2 separate regions of the Oryctolagus cuniculus genome follow, and region 2 is linked to region 1. A link is a contact called in public Micro-C data. All regions are on one chromosome and are shown on one strand. Each heading gives the region's core, a stretch centred on a gene start, on an enhancer-like site or on the middle of the called end of the contact. The rest is flanking DNA. Distances are from core to core; before and after follow the strand shown.

Region 1 (2,700 bases), core at 4-2,503:
GTGGAGATTTATACCAGGGGAGGGGACGGGAGGCGGGTGGCGGAATGTGAGCGGGCAATGGGACATAAACGACTTGCTGAGTCCAGCAACCCCGCACCACGTCGCCAGCCCAAACGTCCAGCACCAGGACCTCAACGCACGCTTCTCAGCCCAGGCCCAGGACTAGCTATGACTCTAGCGATCTAACTTCCTATCTATAGACATTTCTTCAAGACGAGCGCAGCACTGAAGTACACGTCACACAGTTTAAAACACAGTTCTACACACCGACACACCTCAAAATCACCTCGTAGTTTCCCAAACTCCAAGCAGGAGACCCCCACCTCCAACCTTCCGCCCATAGTAGAGGAAGAAACCAGGAGAAAAGAGTTGGGGAGCAGTCGACGCCTTTCAATTCCTGTCCCTCGCAAACTGCCCCACCCCACACCCCGTGTCCCGGTCACTCACTCGGAAGCCCCCTGCTTCCTCCCTCCTCTCAATCCGGCCGCTTAGGAGACCCATCCCCAGCGTCCGCTCACTTTCTCCCCAGACCCCTCCCCCCCACACCAAATTTTCTTAAGTGAAGAGAAAGAAGTAAAGAAACAGACTTGAGGTAGTCCGGCTTCAAATCCACTCGACTCACCTCAGAATCCTTGCTGAGTTCTCTCCGCCCGGCACAGCCCCCTCCCCAACGTCCCAGTACGAAGGGCTGAGGTAGGGAGGAGGGAAAGCGGGAGGGGGAGGGGTGTCTTCCGCGTGGGGCGCCCGTCGGGAGGGGACTGGGGAGGGGTTGAGGCCGGCGCAGGAAGAGGAGAAGGGGGAGGGGAGGCCCCTATCTCCCAGTCTCCCCCTCAAAACCTCCCTTGTCTCAATCACATCAGACTGACTGTCTTTGTCTGGCTGACAACCGCCATATTGATATCAACAGCCCCGCTCCCACCTGCTGCAGCCAGGCATCCCTGGGAGTTGTAGTTCTTGCCTCCCCTGAGTAAAAGCACCGAGTTCGGCGTCTGGAGGCCCCAGGGAACTACAGCTCCCGGCAAGTCTCGCGCCCATCCGCCTTCCCACAGGGAGGCGGGGAAAGCGGGGACGAGGCCGTCGGGACTACATATCCCAGAATACCATGGGTCCCAGGCCCATACAGGGGACATGATATCATGCTGGGGTGGAGAGGGAGGATGAATTGGCGGCGGGGATGAATTTGAGCCGACGGAAGGAGGCGTTCGGCTAGTAAAGGGAGGAAAAGGAAAGACGACCACAGTTCCCATGATGCCCAGAAGGAAGACTACATTTCCCATGATGGTCCGGGAAGGGGGCGTGAGGAAGAAAGACTGCAAGTCCCGCGATGCTCTCGGCGGGCCAGAGAAGGAGCTTGAACCGGAAGACACATGCTGGAGTTGAGGAGTCCTGAGACAGATACTGAAAAACCTAAAGTCCATTATGAAACTGGTGAGTCTTCGCTCCTAGGTCGGAGGGCAAAAGTGATGCCGTGCCATTTTGGATATGGGCAAGGAACAGTCACGGTTCTCCGTGGAAAGGGGGGTGGGTGGAGGAGAGCTGCTTTTGTTGTGGAGAAGGTTTGAATTGCCTCTCCTGACCGCTGGCCCCCCTAACCCCCAACATAAAGCTGCCAGGAGGTTTTATTCACTTTGGGAGGCAAGAGGTTGACCGTAATATTCACCTGTGAGCTAAGATTGGGCCCTATGAGCTAGGTTTGGGCTTGCTTCTCAGCTTCCCAATGTTAGGATGGATTAACAACCTCTTTCCATTCAGTTGGCTCTTGATTAGCCCGTCTCCCTACCGTCGTTGGAAGGCTGATCAGATTCGAACAGAGTAGAAAATGTTGGGCAGAACGTAATCACTCATTACGTTTCCTGTTACCAACTACTAACAGCCCTTCGAATCCAAAGAAGAACGAGGTCAGAGCATGATGTAGGAAGATTTGAGTCAAACACTGCCTAGGATCTGGATGGCAGAGAGGAAGTGTCAAGGCATTCCACTCTGAGATTGTAGGGACTGCAAGACCAAAGCTTGATGCAGCTGCCATTCTACCTGGAGAAATCTTTGCATTGCAAAGCTTCAATGCTGGCTCACAGGAAAGCTTCTCAGACCTTTGTTTTGAGCCATTTTATTGTCATTGTGTGCACAGATCCAAAAAGTCAGCTTATTCCAGCTGTTTCAGATTAGTAATAGTGTAATTAGGAGAGAAGAAAAACAGGTGTGAAATGCTGTTTCTCAACACTTTAAAAATCTGTGTTCCTGCAGCCAAATGATTGTCCAGTTTTTCTTTCTGTAATTGTTATATAAAAGCAAACTTTCTTTTTCCCATTTCTGTAATTATTTGAATAGGCTTTCCTGAGCCACACAGCCCACACACTCTCATCTGATAACCCACCAGCTGTTTTCTGTGAGGAAAGTATTAAAAGTAGCTTCAGCTCCCAAACTGTCTCCCTTTCAGGGGTGGGGAACCTTTTTTCTGCCAAGGGCCATTTGGATGTTTAGAACATCATTCTTGGGCCACACAAAAGTATCAACTTGAAAATGAGCCTGCTATAGATACATTGAATTTTAAGTCCCGCCTGCGGATGATTTGGCAGGGCCAGACCAAATGACTTGCGCCGGTTGGGCCTGACCTTCCCCACCCCTGAAGCATGCCTGAAAGGGTCACAATGCAGGTCAGTAAACTTTGAGCGTATCAGTTTGCCTCGTGGTTAGTGTGCT
Region 2 (2,700 bases), core at 104-2,603, 540 kb after region 1:
AGCAGGAAGCTGGATTGGAAGCTTAGAATAGGCAGGACTCAAACCAAGCACTCTGACGTTGAATGCCGGCATCCCAACTGGTGACTTAACCCACTGATCCATAGAACCTGCCCCCACAGAGTAGACTTTTTATTCTAACAAGGTCTGTGTTATCATTTATTTTCTTTTAAATTGGCTTTTGGACTTGCATCTAGAAACTTGTCATGAAACATCTGTTCATAGCCATTTTAGTCTAGATTTCTTATAGTTTCACATTTTGAATATAAGTATATGGGCCATTTTGAATGAATTCTTGTATAAGTTATAAGGTGTGTGTCTGTGTTTACTTTTTTCCATGTGGTTTCCAACTGTCCCATCACTAATTGTGGAACAGACATTCCTTTCTCCATTGAGTTGCCTTTGCTCTTTTGACCATCAGTTGACTGCAATTTGGCCTATTTGGGGCTGTCAGTTCATCTCCATTTATCCATCTCTCTGTCTTCTCACTACCATTTCCTTAATTGCTGGTGGTCCAGGTTAACTGTTGGGATCCAAGGATCCAGATGTGCTAGTTCTTCATGGTTGGACTTCTTCAGGAAAAAATGTTATCTGTTCTAGAATTTGAAATGGTTTTCTAGGAATTTGGAGTTTCACTGAATTTCTATGTCAAATTTGAGAGAATTTTCATCTTAATAACATTGAGTCTGCCAGTCCTGAATAATATATATCTGCCTTGATTTATATTTCGTTTGATTTCTTTCAACAGTGCTTCAAGGTTTTCCAAATACATATCTATACTCTGGTTTTAGGCAAAACAATTGTTAACGGTATTGCTTTTTAAATTTTTCATATTCTAGTTTTCAAATTTCAATTCCTCTTAAAGATTATTACTGATCAAATGACTTTGTCTACTGGCCATGTACTTTTTTTTTTTTTCTGACAGGCAGAGTGGACAGTGAGAGGGAGAGACAGAGAGGAAGGTCTTCCTTTTGCCGTTGGTTCACCCTCCAATGGCCGCCACGGTCGGCGCACCGCGCTGATCCGAAGGCAGGAGCCAGGTGCTTCTCCCGGTCTCCCCTGGGGTGCGGGGCCCGAGCACTTGCTGGCCATGTACTTTAATTCATGTTATTTCCATCCATTCCGAACAACGCACGGGGTAGTGGGTGAGATCTCTCTCTGAATCTCCCTCCAGTCAGGGCTTGGAATAGTAACAGTGAATTTCAGGATCACCAGAACTGCCGCAAGGGGGCGCCCGGCCACTGCGCAGACGGCGCTCGGCGCTCCGGCGCTGCGCCCCGCGGCCGCCAGGGGGCGTCCAGCCCGCCCTCTCGGACCCGGGAGGGACGCGCCATCGTTGCGTGGGCGGTTGTTTCCTCTCGCACTACGCGGGCCAGAACTTAGTCGTCCTCGGGACTAGCCCCCGGGGCGGGGGAGATGCCTCTGCCTAGGGAAGCGTGGGAACTGAGCCCACGGCGGGAACCGGAGCTTCGTTCTCCTCAGGACCGAGCCGGGGAGACGCCATCGTGGCTCCGGTGGGCTGGGGCTGAGGGAAAGATGAGGGAAGAGGCGAGGGGAAGGCGAGGCAGAGCGAGAGGCCGGGAAGGCGGGGAGAGGCGAAGCCGCGGTGAGGAAGGCGGCGTAGGGAACGGGGAGCGGAGGCGGGAGGCTGAGGCGCTCCTCGCGCGTCGCCGCCCCCTGGTCTCCCCGCCGGCCGCAGGCTGTCCCGCGGGCTGCCCGGGGAGGGGAGGGAGCAGCGCCGAGAGGCCGCCGCGGGGCCGGGGGCGGGAAGGGACCGGTGTGCGCCCCGTTGCCTGCTCATCCTCGGTACGGCGTGGGGTGCTGAGGCGGCCGTGCGTCCGCGCGCGCCGCTCTGTTGGAAGTGTAAATAAAAGTCTGCGCAAAATGAACTTGATCTGAGTCCAAGGACGACGCGCGGCCCGGCGGGGAAACCTGGCTCCGGCTCCTCGGCGGGGCCAGCTGCGGGCTGTTGCCGGCTGAAGCCTGGTCGACAGTGCACCTGGCGGGGCTCGCTGGCTGCCCCGGTTCTGGGTGGCTCCGTGGGGGTCCGTGGTGACCCCACCCCACCCCCAACACACCGCCCGCTGACGGGCTGTTAGTGATGTCTGAGGTTGGTTTTATTTTTAAAAAACTTACTTGGGGGCCGGCGCTGTGGCTTCGCGGGTAAAGCCGCTGCGGGCAGTGCCGGCATCCTATATGGGCGCCACCGGTTCGAGTCCCGGCTGCTCCACTTCCAATCTAGCTCTCTGCTGTGGCCTGGGAAAGCAGTAGAAGATGGCCCAGGTCCTTGGGCCTCTGCAGCCACATGGGAAAACCAGAGGAAACTCCTGCAGGATCAGAAACGTGGAGTAGCCAAGATTTGATCCCGGGCACTGTGGTACAGGGTGCCACCTTCGGGCTGTGCCATAACGCAGAACCCTGAGGGTGGGTTTTTAAATATTTTTTAAAATGCAGTTGAATACTTCCAAGTTAGTTTTTGGTTTATGTCATGCTGATGGCAAGCATACAGTTTTGCTGTTCAGAAAGTTTAATTGCCAGCATGTTTTTAATGGGGCGTAAGTTCATGTGTGTCTTATAATCATATCAGATGAAATGTGCAACTCTATTTAGCTTTCATATTAAACCACAATGTGAATTGCGTTCCCTCTTGCCCCTGGGCTTTGTGTGAAATAAACTCAGTCAGTGAAAGATCAGCAGACAGTG

Evidence for each region. A called contact is a pair of places that touch in the nucleus more often than the background predicts.
Region 2: a contact with region 1 is called in a Micro-C map of ear pinna, with 7 times the contacts expected there. The contact joins the promoter of ZNF395 here to the promoter of INTS9 in region 1. A contact is called at or near these places in 3 of 6 Hi-C or Micro-C datasets (ear pinna, liver and an unstated tissue).

The regions. Positions count from the first base shown.
Region 1 is chr2:45,205,058-45,207,757 of mOryCun1.1, forward strand. It overlaps INTS9 (integrator complex subunit 9), which reads left to right and starts at 1,254. Exons shown (of 17, transcript XM_008249049.4): 1 at 1,254-1,428. The coding sequence starts at 1,420. It overlaps HMBOX1 (homeobox containing 1), which reads right to left and starts at 930. Exons shown (of 11, transcript XR_011386241.1): 1 at 623-930.
Region 2 is chr2:45,748,267-45,750,966 of mOryCun1.1, forward strand. It overlaps ZNF395 (zinc finger protein 395), which reads left to right and starts at 1,354. Exons shown (of 11, transcript XM_051831753.2): 1 at 1,354-1,511.